Linked DNA regions of Gasterosteus aculeatus: region 1 is linked to region 2. The links are chromatin contacts, called in public Hi-C maps. All regions are on one chromosome and are shown on one strand. Each heading gives the region's core, a stretch centred on a gene start, on an enhancer-like site or on the middle of the called end of the contact. The rest is flanking DNA. Distances are from core to core; before and after follow the strand shown.

Region 1 (7,599 bases), core at 2,694-5,193, 39 kb after region 2:
GTGATTAATGGGTTTAATGTAATTTATGTCTATAATGTCATTACATATAATCAAATAGCAATTGTTAGGCAATTGGTTGGTATGCGGTTGTGTGTCAAACAAAGTGTGTCATCTTTAGGATGAAAAGGATTTCAGGTAATACTTGTTTCATATTTATTATGCACTTGTTCTTTTTGTACCATATCTTTATTACAATACTTACTGTTAAATTGTTCATAGCACTTTCTACCCCAGGTACGTTATGGCGGTGACTTAGATGCCTGAGGGAGGAGATTGATAAGCTGCTGCAGTTCTTCTTTGTTGTACTGAGACCTCTTCAGTGGAGCACTCTCCTATTGATGAATAAGGATTTGCTGGCACAGTTCACAGTAATTGTTTTTTGGAAAAGTACCAACTTGTCCCCCTATTTCCCCTCTACTGTGTTTGCTCTATTTTTGCTCTTCGTGGTTGAAAAGTGATTGAGAATCAAAGCCATCAACATTAAAATAAAAACTGCAAAATGTAAAATAAGAGAAAGATCTGAATCTGTGAATTTTCACCTTTTCTCCCTCTTGCAGATTCCCCACCTTGGTAAAGCTGAAGCAGGGGTGCAGAAACCGTTGGATTGATTTTAATCAATCTCGTTATTGTAAATTACATCACAGCCTCACAACTGACTCAGTTATTCAAGCACCTGTAGAATACACACTTTCTACGGTCGATGTCCTACCACTCAATCAACTCTAAACGAACAAAAGATGAGTGCAGAATTGGGGCTTAAGCTTCTTCAGGTGTCTTTGTGTTCCTTTAAAGTGCAGCAGTACTCTCTCTCTCTCTCTCTCTCTCTCTCTAGCAGCCATCATTGTGCATTGTGCTTTGGTAATAATCCCTTCAAGAAGGTCCGCAATTTACTATCCCACTGTACTCGCCATGCAAGTAACATCGATTCTGCATGTAAAAAGGATTTGGACCTGCAGTACTTCAATATTCTTTGCCATTCTTAACGGTATACAAACACATAAGGAAACAGCCAACTGGGTGTTTTTGAATCTTACTGTAACTGTCGGATTATACATGTTTATTAACCGTTTACAAGCATTCATTTCCATATTCTCTATGCGGGTGTCTCTCTGACTATGAAACTCTCTGTCTTGTCTGGTTTGAACGCGAGCAGAACACAGCCTACGTCATCCTCATCAATTCGGGAAGCAGAAGTATCTAAACACAGCACCATCTAGAGTCCACACAGCCTCATAGCTGCGAGGAACGTGGTCCATGAAGGCAAAGCAAGAGTGGGAAATGTTGTCACCCATTTTGGTATCAAGTCAAGCACAGCATGTTCTGAAGGAGTCAAGTAGGAGCAACATGGGCCAAAAGGACAAAATGATGAAGAAACAACCTATTTTTAAGATTTCCGTTATGATTGCATGAGCATGTTTCGTTTTTTACACAAAAATCAAACAACCCCAGAAAGTCTCTCCCACTTTAGTTAGGAAACTACATCCTGTGATTCACTAGTAGCGATTTGCCTTTTTCTGGGTCCTTGACTGCCTGAAAAGTACTCATTTCGTGAGAGGGCTGTCCTGGTTTCTGTGGGAAGGAGGATGGAGGCGAGGTCAGTGGTGATTCCTGAAAACTTTTTTTTTCCTCACTCTCACTTATGTGGGCATTTGTTTATGTAACTGTGCCTGCAGCGCTGACGCCTCCCTCTTCAGGGATCTATTACAAACCAGAGGGCGTTCGATGTTCAAATATGCAGGCGCAAAAAGGTGAAGGTTTTATTGGAGTTCAAAATAATGTTTATTGGCAATTTTTAGTGTATTTGCTAATTACACCTAAATTAGCTGCATGGATCACATGCTCACACTTATGGCTTTGGCTACCGAACAGCTGTGAATCAGCAGTTGGAGGTTAAATGACCACCTAACCCTACCTGTGACTCCTGTCCCCATTACATATGCAGAAAGATTGAGGGTTCTTCAGCAACCATTTGTCCATCGATGAGCTCTCAGCCTGTGGAGCAGAAGAAATAAGAAATGTGAGCTAACATTTAATCAGAGGATTTCTTCCCGGGCCACAGATGATGGCTGCTAGTTTGTGAGTTTAATTAACATGAATAAACATGCTACAGAGATACAGAAATGAACCAGTTTACAGGCTGGTCTCTTTCTAAGATGGTACACATGGTTTTGTTGATAGATATTTGCCACTTAGCAAGTTGGAAGAAACCCCCAGCTCGCTAACAGAGGTGGTAAAATGTACATTAATGACTAATATTGTGCAAGCAATGCAGGGTTCAAAAGACGTGAAAGGGATTATAATAAAGAATATGTTTCAGGGATTTGCAGGTGGTCTATATTGCTACAAAGTGTTAATGAAAGTGATCTTAAGTGTACAAATGGGATAAAGTCATTATTTAGCGAACAATGTCATTGTCGAAATAGGTAACGATAAACTGTTTTGTGATGGTCTTTTTATAAAAGCTTAGGTTGAAACCGACCTGGCTTAACCTCTGTAATCTTAAGAGCCCTCAATGTGCTGTTTCCACAAAAATAGCATTAAAGACTGTTGTAAAAATACATGTTTATGTTGAGTTTAATTAGGAAACCATTATATCTCTGTAATAGCAACCTGACCCTGTGTGGAGGGCCAAATGATTGCTGAAAATAGAGCGTAATTTCCACCCCTTTATGTCACCATGACCACAAAGCTATTAGTTGAAGAAAGTCCCTGCCGGTTACAATCTAAAAGTAGCCACATTGTAAATGCACCAGACAAACTAACTCATGTCGGAGGAAATTACTTTTTCATGTTGATGTTGTCTACTGTCATTTACCCAATCTCAAAATCCCCATGCCGCCACAGCACAGCTCCTCACTCCCGCAGGCTCAGTCTTCTTGAGGAGACATAGCTGGGACATTAATGACGAGGAAAGACAATGACTGATAATCACTCATAACCGGTTCCACTGTTATCCTGACTCATGTTGCTTGGACAGTTATTAGTGTTCCTTCTAGATGTCTCTCTCTCTCATAGCTTGGGTAGAGGAGGAAACAAGCCAACATTACAACAACGTGCAGACGCCCACGTTGGGTTATCCCTTCCACACTTTAGAGATGTGTACCCAGATCCGCCCACTCCACCGAGGAGGGATGGAATGGAGGGTGTTGCCTTAAATCCCGTGTGCTACCGTGTGCGTTCCGTCTCTGCTTTTAATTGGACGAGGAGATGCGGTCACGATGACGGTCGCCGGAACAGGCCGGCCCCGTGCACAGCCGAGTCAAGGACACACCCCAACGGGACTATTCAATAACTGCCTTTTAAGTAACACATGAAGAGATCATCCCTCAGTCCCATAATCAGCTGGCAATGAGCCTGAATACAACAATGTCTCAAAATGTATGTGTGTGTTTTACAAAATAATATTTAAAAAAAAAAAATTGAATATTTGTATATATATATATATATATATATATATATATATATATATATATATATATATATATATATATATATACAAATATATATATATATATAAATATTCATATATATATATAAATATAAACATATATATATAATTAACGATGTATATAATTAACAAATTAACTGCTAATATTTCCTGTTTAATACATCATCATGTTGTCAGGGATAACGCGCATGTGACTTGAACAGGTAATCCTAGTTCCGGTACCTTTGGTCCTACGTTAACATCTGCGTAGTTTGCTGTCCATGATCGTCTGTCTCTGTCTCCGTGCACGGATCCCTCCCTTTTCTCTCCCCGTTCAAGGCCCCTCCCCTCCCTGCGCCGACACGGTCACTCTCACACTTACACACGCGCACGCAAACACCTCTCCCCCGCACGCTCCCTCCCGCCTTGGCGCTGTCTCATTCACCTCGGTACGCCATCCACGCACGGAGTCGGAGTCGGCTCGGGGGGGGCGGGGTTGGATATATAAACCGCGGAGAGGAGGCCACAAGCTACACCGAGACAGGACCCACTTGCAGTGCAAAGACCTCAAGCAAAGAAGACTCCGAAGCCGGGAGTAGAAGTACCAACATTTATCCTGGAGCCTAGAGAGAGAAGACAATCGAGACCACGGCGTTTGGTTCGACGGACTGTCTGCTGGAGCTCCGGTACAGCCAATTTGTAAACCCGCTATACACCAGTTTATCTGGACATAGCAGCTAAACAAAGTTGGTAGTAAACTCTTTGGAGTTTGGTTAGAGTCAATATTATTTCTTCGCTTGAGTGAGTGGACTGCACTGAAACTTGGGATCGACCCGTCCGGGGTCGAGCTTGGACCTGTCGCGTCATTTCTGCGGCATCGACCACTGCAAAAGTTTTGGACCGGATCTGAAGACTTCGAGTCGAGCAGATCGTTTTATAAGGTAAGGAAAGACGACCAGCTTTACTCGGCTTTACTTTATTGTCTTTGCTTCGTCCTGTCAATGTGTGCTTCCTGTGAATACGGGGTTCTGTGTTCAACATGGAAAGCTACAAAGTGAGTATGAGTGATGAGGTGCATGCATGTTTGTCTGCGCGAACTTCTTGATCGCTGTCCGTGGTGCTGAAATTCTCTCCCCCGGCAGTGAGCAGCATGCGTTGCTTTTCGCACACATCTGAAGCTGTCTGGTCCCCGTAACGTCTGTTTCGTTGTGTTGATCGATAGTTCTGGCGCTATATCGTAGGATTGTTCTCAATATTCTGTTGTTCCCTGTGAAGCCGATCAGTAACAATTTCATTGTTCAGCTGCAGAAAGTTAGAATGCAGCAACAGGTTGCCGTACAACTTTCAGATTTTCTCCCATCACATATTACCAGGCATTAAATGCATTTTGTAAGTAAATCTGAATCTGAGCAACACACACACGTTCTTTAAACCATGAGCACACATGTGCACAAGTATTTGCACAGGGCAAACCTGTAAAGGTTGTACACTTTGCTTTTACAAAGTTCGTTTCAGCAAAAGAGATCATTCTTGCAGAAGAATGACTGAGAGTGAACCAAAGTCCTCCAGGTGTCTGCATTAGACAAATAGCTATCAGCTTGCAGCTTTCTGGTGCAGTCATGCAAATAACTTACTAACCATTTGCAGCCAGTACAACATTGACACACCGTATCAAATGCCTGCTCTGTTTTAATTTGCAACATTAAGTTAGTTATACACCTAAGATGAATTCTGTATCTGTATTCTGCAAAAGTCTTTACGGCAGCTTAAATGGAGAGCATGCCGCTGATGGCAATTCTGCAGTTCTGTACTGTTTTTCACACTGAATCTGCAAAAAAATAAACCCTGTGTCCATAAAACAGATGGACCGCTTTTGTTGGGCTGCGTGCTTTGCAGTATTACTGTTGACGACAGCAAATGGATAAGCAACGAACGGAGAGAGGGGTGGAGAGAAACAGAGTTATCCTACGACAGCTGGACTTCTTTCTTTTCACTGTGTGCTTCGTCAGATGCCCATTCATGGAGCTTCCGGTTGAGAGATACACCCACATACACAAGGCAGAGGTCTTCGTGTTGTTCACAAAGAGGCGAGGATGAGAGGGAGGGAGAGATGGGAGGAATGTGATTATGAGTGTTGTGCCTGAAAAGTGCAGGTGCTTCTCGCGGCGAAGCTCGCTGTAGGCATCAATTGTTCCACGGTGTGCAATACCCCGTCACTTTGATCAACCCCTCGGTCGCATACACGACAAGCAGGCAATTATTCCTGAGCATTTAACAAGATCTTCCTTCCGTATGAAGGACCCAAGTTATTAATAAGACAGAGAACATTAGTAGGAAGAATAAGAATCCCGAATGTCTGTAAAAAGATGTTGCTGAGCAACAGTGTTTCCTCCTTTCTTCAGTGCTCCACGGAGCATCCAACATTTTAAGTCTGTCCAGTCAGGTAGAGATGCTTTGACATTGAGTCTGACTCTGCACCCTCTCTCTCTCTATACATGCACAGTTAGTCATTCAAAGTTTATATGAGGTTAATTACAGTCCACATAAAGCAAGTTTTCAGCAGGAATTTTGTGCATAAAAAATTGTACTAGGTTATAGTGATGCATCTTTGGTACCCTGCATGCATTTGAGTTAATATGCAAGAGTTCACTCTTGATCCATATTACATTCAACTTTGCACTCTGGTATCCAATGCATAAGTGTATGCAGTCACACTGCGCAAGGGATACAAAATAAGCATCCTTCTTGTTTACGGCTCAATTGGAGGAGTGCATAGCACAAACAGAGGAACTAATAGGCGTCTTCTGGTTGCCCGTGGCAATGCTTCTGTGGACGTCAGACTGACGCACATGATTCGCCATGCAGTTTGGTGTGTGGGAGGAAAGAGCGAGAGCTTGGAAATACCAGTCTACTGTGAAGGACTGTAATTGCAGTGCCAGAGCAATTATGTCCCGAAGGACTGGGCATTTTAGATCACTGAATCTGCCCCGAAGCCCTATGATACTGATCAGCAGCAAAACCCTGATGCATTAATATCAGTTCAACAATTAAAATGCATCTCATGAATGTTGTGTGTGTGGGGGTAAATGCATTTCATTTTCAGGGCTTTTATCCTGCATACTAATTTGTAGTGTTTTGTTCAGATTATTGAGATGTTGGAGTACTCTGACAGATTTGTTTTCTTTTTTTCATTCCCTGTTTCTGTGCAGCTTCATTGGTGATATTGATTCCCTAAAGACTGCAAAATTCAACAGTTCTTCAGAGGGATTTCAGAGATACATCAAAAAAGACCTGGTCAATCCAGCAATCAAAGAAAGTGCCCCCCATCAAAGCCCACCCGATGGCGTGGTCAGCTCTTACCGGCCCCTGTGTGGCCCTTGTTCTACTCTTCTTCGGTTTGACCTCCTGCACGCCCTCCGGCCCAGCCTCTGCCACCTGCGCCACCCTGGAACAGAGTCGCTTCTTTGGTGTATTCTCTTCGACATCCACCCTGCACTCCACGCCATGCTCCTGGACCCTGCAGAACCCTGATCCTCGCCGCTACACCGTCTACATGAAAATCACTAAGCCGACCGACTCCTGCGTGCCCCGCCAGATCAAGACCTTCCAGTTCGACTCCTTCATCGAGACCTCTCGCACCTATCTGGGCATGGAGAGCTTCGATGAGGTCGTCAAGCTGTGCGACGCATCAACCACTGTCACATACCTGGAGTCCACGAAGCAGTTCCTGCAGATCCGCAAGGTGGCCGCAAGAAACGGCGTGGAGATGCTGGAGGGCCAGAATGATGTCAATGAGTTCAAGGCTGAGTTTCTGGTCGTGGGGAAGAGGAACCCAAGCATGCCTGCCTGCCAGATGCTGTGCCAGTGGCTGGAGAAGTGCCTGTCCAGTAGCACCCATGATTATCCCTGTGGCATCATGAATACTCCCTGCCAGTGCTGGGAAGTCCCAAAGAGGAAGCCCGGGAGCTGCTACAAAGGCGGTGTCTACGTTGAGAAATGCCTTCCTGTTCCCCGTGACAATGGACGCGATGCTGAGATCATCATCAGTAAGTTTGTAAAATGTTTGTTTTTTTACCACGAGGGTGAACTGGTGACAGCAAAAAGAAAAACTAAATTCTCCAAAAATCTCGCCCTTGAAAACAGAACAGACAGTTTTCCTCCCGACCATTTGC
Region 2 (7,562 bases), core at 4,813-7,312:
CAACAAGAAGAACATTTCATCCTCCACAGTCTTTAAATAGCCTCTCTGTGACTAATGGTTCATTCAATAGACACTACGAAATCTGTCACGTTTTTGTGACTGACGTGGTGACAGATGAAAACATGAAGAGGACTTTGGGAGCGAAGGCGGTGATGGAATCATAATACATCGAATGTCTTCTTTTTTTCTAAATTTATCACACTTTAATGTGTCAAAATAAACTTTAAATTTATATAGATATAAAAAAACACAACGAAGGATACATGTGCCTAAAAACTTTACGTTTCTTTAGGAGCATTTGCTTTTAATCCCAATGCAGATATTTGAGTAATAACAATGTTTTTCTACAAATTGATATAACGACGTGTAACACAATGTACATAATCAATAACAAGAGAAATTATATAGTTTGCAATATTACAACAAATAGGCAGAAGCTGTGTCTCATTTAGGTATCATTATTGCACTATATGAGGTGACCTGAAAGCATTGTACTACACTACAAGTGAAATATGAAGACAACATCTCATCCTTTCTACATAATACCGAATATTATCGCCTCCCAATATGCACCTTTTCACAATGATGATGCCAAATTGTAATTGATATCTTATATTAACTGGTTTACTATATTTGTGCTGCAATAAAAAAGCAAATGCATATCATCAGCAAAGTGAGTGTTATTGTTTTCTCCTGAACCGAACAACCAGCAGAAAGCGGTGGAATGCTCTCTGCTACTGTGAGCTTCTTTAATTCCCAAGATGTACTCACGACAGGAAGGTCGTCCCGGACTCTCACACTTCACAGAAAAAGCAATAACTTTGACATGACATCCAGGGACTGTGCGTCAACCCCCACTTATGTGAACCCATCTTAACATGACAGTAAGATTCCTGCTGTAGACGCTGTTTGGGAAGGATATGTAGAAAAAGCTAATATTGTAATACTGGAAAACAATGTTTATCATGTTTTCCTGCAGTTCATCCCTTCAATTGGTTCTGTACCCAGCCACTTTATGCCGTTACTGCTTTATGCCATTATTGGCAAAAGATCATTTTGAACACATCTATTATAATCAGACAACCGCTGTGCACAGGAAATCTGGAATAACAGTAAGTAAGTAAGTCTGTTAATTTAACAAGCTGCTTTGCATGTAGTTATAAACTTACAAAACAAGACCAATGTGTTATTGTGGGCATAACTATGTACCAGTGAGATGGAGGAGGCCTCTGTATCAGCACGGCAAGGAAGGGAAACTCTTCATCGAAACACATTCTGAAAAGGGAGTTGGGCAGCCCTGATTGGTTTTTAAATAGTTTCAGCTGAACTGCTGTACTTGAATCTCGACTGTAATCAACAATTTGCAGGTGCAGGAGAAACAAGGTTTCCTGTATAGTGCGAAATTAGAGCTCCGTTGCTCCGAGTGTTTTTTGTTTCATGAAAACTCCGGGGAGAAAGCGTAGAGCTTGTCTCTCCGCGATGCACACACGGATATCCCATTCAGGCTCAACGTGTAGGCTGACTGCTGTCTCCGCCTGCTGCTATTTATTGTGGTGGTGATGTACTTTGTCAAGCGAAGCCAGAAGAATCTGGGATCAAAGGATTGAAATACGCTAAGCTTTTGTTGTCACTGTCATCATGCTTCATCTTCTAAAGTGACAAGCAACAGCAGCCAGCTCTGTTTCACACTGCACGTTGCATTACAGCAACAGATCTCACCCTCCACTATTTACATTGTCTGTCTGTCTCCACCTTGAATGCATTCATTTTATGTACGGTGGATTGTTGCATGTACAGCATTTATGCTTTTTAATGTTAGATATTAAGATGATGATGGTAATGAATTGCCAGTCGATGTTACTGTAAATGAATGTGCTGTAAGTATTTTGATAATTAGATAATGTATCAGAGCAAGTGAACTGAAACTAATGTGGGAAAATCATTTTTAAAAGTTATCAGTCCTCATAAGGTCGAGCTTTCTTTTGTGTCATGCTTGACATTTGAGTTTAAGGAATGGGAACATTTTCTGTCAAAATGCTTGTTATGCTTTTTCTTATCTATCTTCTTTTGCCTGCTCCTGCAGGTTTTGATCCATCTCTGAAGTGACACTGTGGAAAATACACTGTGTAATAATAACAGCTGGGCGCTGCTGAGTTCTCTCCATGTTTTTGGCATTCGTTAAAAGAGAAACCGGTTTGAATTGTCACCTTGATGATAATGTCCATAATTTCTGATCAAAGACTTTCTTTTGCGTAGCCCATTTGCAAACGTCACTAGTCGATCAAGGCAACACGCCAAGACAGCCTGTGTCCTTGCTTTGATCCATAACCCATTAGAAGCACGACTATAGAACTCAAATCTCCCCTTTTTCAAAGAGTATTTGGATTTGAAAATCCCAAATCCACACATTTTTTCCATCATTTTCCCTCAGTTCAAATCTGCAGGGGATGAGCCTTTTACTGTACTCATTTTGTGTTATTGAGGTTTTGTTGTATTTTTGCGAAAGGTGGACAACAACGATGTCACTCAAAAGTGAGAAAGACATGAAAATAAAATGTAAAAAAGTAATGTGCGCTGAAGCTGCCTTTTTCTCGATGTGATTAAATCAGTTCTATTCTGAACAGTGCAACGTGCAAATGTGATCATTTTCTGATCACTAAAGGGGCAATTAGTGAGAGTTTTACTGCATCTGATTACAAATTACACTACTATATGTTATGTTTGTACAAACCATGTGTTTGGTTTTTGAAATAATGTAGTCAAGATGTGTCACAATTTGAGTGACCAACTAAAAAACAGAACCTTAAATATTTGCTGGTGGTAAAAAGTTTGAAGCTTTGACGGGTAATTAATACCAAACGACAATTCTGAATGAACCAGTTGTAATCATATGAAATACTTTCTTTTTGAACTGCTACCCCAGTCATGAGGCCTCTGACTTTAGCAGATCAGATCTCTCGTGTCAAAGCCACCGTCTTCTGACGCACAATCTCCAGACAACAATGGAGTTGAGTCTGATATACAATTAGATGGCCTTTAGCTTGACCTGACCTAATATGATGACTTGTCCTGTGTGTGAACAATGTCTGAGTAATTAATTGAGTTCAACATTAGTATAGAAATTGACAATATGTACAGTTAACTTATATGCAGTTCCAAAGGAGCATGTGTTTACAAGACGGAGCAACGATCAGCTGTTGAAGACGTTGAAAACGGTGGATTCATTACGTGTGGGACTTTGCGCTGCCGCGGTGTTGAACATAGATGGACTATTTTAGCTTTTCTACATATTTTAATCATTGTATTGAAATAAATAATTAGGGCCTGAGCCGACTGAAAGATTATGATCATTCTTTCGCCACTTCAATTGTACTTTTGAGGCCTTTATCATATTCAAAAACTCTTGGATATGCTCTACAAAAAAAGTAAATCATGTTATGCAAATGCGCCTAACTAGATTTTACACCATTTTGGATTTTGTGAAAAATAGGTTTTTGACGCTGACGCTGACAGCCAGACGCTGGCTCCGATTCTCATGAAATTTTCAGGGAATCACTATTGGCTCAATGCCATCTAAAGTTATTGAAAGCTTGTTTTTATATATATTATTATTTGTCAAAGTTATGGACCAAGTTTATAAAGAGTGTGGCCAAATAGTTAAAGATCTATGACCTGTAATTGGCCTGTCCTCACCGAATAGGACCTTTAGGATATGTCGGGTCCATGAAGGTACTTTATTTTTTCAGAATATCTGAACATTAGGAGGTGCTGCACTCAATCGCTGAATATTTGCTTTTCAATTTCCATCAGATTTTGCATTCATAAAAGAACAATCTCCTACGAGAGTTAATATCCAATCAATTTCGAGTCCGGGCAAATTGATCCTGACACCTGTGTGCTCCAGTTATCAAAATCAAGAGTTTTAATGCAACTACCTGGGTGTGGCCTGGCATCCATTTGGTTGATTTTCTTGAAAATGTAAAATGTTATAACTCATAGGAACATTTTTATTTCTGGCCAAAATGTCTTATTCATGATGTTAGTGTTGGCTTTAAAGTATTCCCACGCACTGATTTTCAAAAAATCATAGCGCCACCTATTGGCATTGGGAAATGCAAACGTTTTACACTTTGATGGGCTACTCCTATTCCTTTTATCTAAGCGACCTCAAATTTGGGCAGATAAGCCTTAATACTTTGATGATTGTTCACATCGAATATTTTCGAAAGTTTTCGAGTTTTCAAAAAACTTTGTTGCCGTGAGAACATGGCCTTCGTATGAAACTTCAAGCAAATATAGAAAACTCAAAAACTCTTAAACCTCTGTCAGTGTCCTAGGTAATAACATGCAGACCTATTGTGGAGTTTTGGCTCAAAAGTGGTAAATTGCCTCCATAGCGCCCCCTGGCATTTTTGAACAAAGTTTCAATCTTTTTTAAACACATTTAGAATTAAAGATGTAGTTACTTCATATGATTTCAATTCTTCCTAACGACACTTTGGCTCGATAGCGCCCCCTATACGTATCAATAAAGCAGCCCCAGCAACTGCGCTGATCCAGGTGCCCTCTTTTGGAGGCCACAGCTGTGATCCAGCTGTTCAGATTTCTCCTCCATATCGGCAGAGCAGGCTTGAAAACAATGAATCATCTTTGTCAAATGTCCCGCTGTGACCGACATGACTGGACCTCTGTCCACATCGTCGCTAGAGAGAAATGATCCCATTGATGAAAGCTGAGGTCTAAAGAGTCACTTTTCCACAGCTCTGCTGTCTTCACGAAGCCGACCAGCTTGCCATACAAGTTTAAATGCTGGTGCCTGTGGCATGCGGAGACATATTCAGTGTGTTCATTTCGCAAATTATATCTGCCACAACTTTACTCAATCAGAGAAGTGTATACTTCACAAGTGCTCACTTCTCTGTGCACCAGAAGTTGTATGATTTGCTCCCATTCCTTGACTTGACTAAATGCTCTCAGCTTTAATTGTCTATTAATATTTCCGCCCTGTCTCCTCTTGGGTCATTCTTTCCCTGCTCTTCCCCAAATAGAAAAGAATGTTTTAGTTAGTTATTTTGAGTTCCTCGGGCTCTTTTACTTAGGCGGCGTTGTTGGCAACACTTATTTAACCTCGGCCGCTGACATAAATACTGACGTAAAAAGCAGATATAAAGTAAACATTCTTTAAATTTTCCTCAACTGTCCTTCTGTTATTTGTTTTGTTGTTTTATTCAACACAGCAATACAAAACGTGTTTGCCATGATGTCTGGTTACAGGATGCACAAAGAGAGTCAACGACACTGCTCTGTCACCGTGCAGAGTCTGGAAACGTCCAGAGCACAGAGGGGAAAAATATGACCACCTCCCGCCCACTCTGCTAACCTGGTGAAGCGATGGGTGTCACCATCAGAGCCGGCTCCATCCCCCTGAAGGTGTCACGTGGAGGGCTCTGCTTATTTCCTTGGAGCCACCATGTTGTGCAAGACTTCCCGTGCAGATGGTCTGAGCTCAGGAGGAAGCTGCAGAGCATCTGCAGTGGACAACTTTAATCTACATATACTTTCCCCCCCCAGGCATACTGGATTGGATATCAAATAGCTGCACATTCCACAACCATATGCATGCACTGTACAGACATAAGCTCTGTTTCTAACTGAGCTTATGTCTGCCGAAGCCAATCTTGCAGTTCATCACATACAGGTAAAAAAACAAACAGTTAATTGCTTCTCTTCTGAGCTTTTAGGTTTCCATATAAGGCTCCAGCAGCAGCAAGAGATTTGCATTCACGTGTTTATGCATATGAGTTTATGCATATGATACTCAAATAATCAAATAACAATATTGTAACCCTGGAGTCCCTGAAATGTAAATCTATGGACATGTGACTTCTCTCTTTACCAGCTTCAACACCCGCAATACAGGCAAACATCCACGTGCCTGAGTGTGCAGACAATGATTCAATGAAAAGCTGGGAAAATGAGAGAGGGAGGAGGACTGCACCACAGGAGGAATACAAAAGACGAGGACGACCGGAAGTGCTGCTGCTCCCAGTTCGGCCTGAGAGAGGCAGAAGAGAGCTGGAGATGGTCTCCCTGAGCGAGCTGGCTGAAGAAAGTACATCCTGTCATGTCATTAAATGACATCTTCATGGTCAGACAAGACTTCAGTCACTGCTTTGAGTTTCCTCAGATGTCGCTAAACAGTTATGGAACAGAGGTGATCGTTAGCAATTAAGCAGACACAAAATGCAGAATGGTGCTAAGCCTCCAATGCAAGGCAATTCCTATATGCTTAAAAAGATTCAATGCAGTGTCCATGGCATGACGTCCTCATCTTGCACATGCACTTTGTATAGATATAGTGCATGGGATGTGCGTGAACTACAGCAGATGTTTCTGAGTAAAATCGTCATAAAATTACGCACATCTCCTGCTGAAATTGAGGATGACATCAACACAGTCTCGGAATGGCCTGACAATGATTCATCCCATCAAGGTCTTCTCAATTATAGAAAAGGGGAACAACTGAAAACTAGATTTCTCTCAGCTTATAACGTTTAACTTACTGCTGTGGTACAATGATCAAGTGCTTCATCCAATTTTTCTATGATAATCAACAGAATAGTTATTAAAACAATCTATTTTCTTTGTGTACTTGGTTTTGTTTGTGTCTATTCTATTGTTTCAGTTAGCAACAATGTTTTTTAGTTTTTTATTACCTGTTAATATTTGCCGGTTAATATGAAATTGAATGTAAAATGGGACTTTTCCCTGCATATGCTAAACAAAGCTGGATTTGACTTAAAAGGGATGACACGCTGAGGGGGAGTGAGTGTGCAAGGCTGCTCCGTGGTTATGTGGGGGTGTATGACAGTTTTTCACCAGTTGGGCAGCAGGTGGTAATCATTTTTAGCCCAGGAGCCTCGTGCTTCAGCTCTGCCCATTCCAGAGCCTCCACCGAGGCTCAGAGTGGGAGTGGGTGTTGTGTCAGCGGTTACTCACATGAAGGCTTGTAGTGGGGGATCAATAATCAAATAGCAAGATGACTTCTGATTGTGTTTGTCTTGTTTTACCAACTCTGTTGTGATTCCCCGCTCAACATGTCGTGGTGATTTCCCAGTGGGTTGATGGCAGAAGGATTGTTGGTGGATTAAACCGTCTGGTGCTTTAGCAAATTGTTACAGTAGGTGCAAGAAACTCTGCAGCAGAATGGAAGAAAGAACTTTGTATTGATAAAACTCAATTTGACAGAAAACAGAAGAAAAACACAAATGTCTTACAACTAAAAGGAAGTCACAGGAATGTGAATGTGAATAATGAAAATAAAGTTGATTTTATCTGCTGTTCTGGAAGTCTATGTTAAATAGATGTCAGGAAACGGTAGATTTCCATTTTTCTGACAGTTTCAAGGACTTTTCTTCTACTCTGCCTTAAAAACTGAGATTGAAACAGCTGCCGTGGTTGATGTAGTAATCCCCACATTCATTTGCTGTTTTGAGCTTTAACAGCTTATAACAAAACCGTGGCTATTGCCAAGTTAATGGTGCAAATCTACCAGTTTACAC

Evidence for each region. Hi-C and Micro-C count contacts between places; a contact is called where the count stands out from the background.
Region 1: a Hi-C map of skeletal muscle shows a contact between it and region 2, with 2.2 times the contacts expected there. The contact joins the promoter of LOC120826449 here to the enhancer-like site in region 2. A contact is called at or near these places in 2 of 6 Hi-C or Micro-C datasets (both in skeletal muscle).

What each region holds. Positions count from the first base shown.
Region 1 is chr10:6,713,695-6,721,293 of fGasAcu3.hap1.1, forward strand. LOC120826449 (adhesion G protein-coupled receptor B1) reads left to right here and starts at 3,944. Exons shown (of 31, transcript XM_040188744.2): 1 at 3,944-4,368; 2 at 6,637-7,473. The coding sequence starts at 6,768.
Region 2 is chr10:6,672,574-6,680,135 of fGasAcu3.hap1.1, forward strand. No RefSeq gene overlaps it. Among protein-coding and RNA genes, the nearest start is that of LOC144383461, 18 kb to the right of the region's middle. Within about 2 kb of position 6,063, at least 2 of the 9 cell types and tissues checked have open chromatin away from gene starts, as enhancers often do.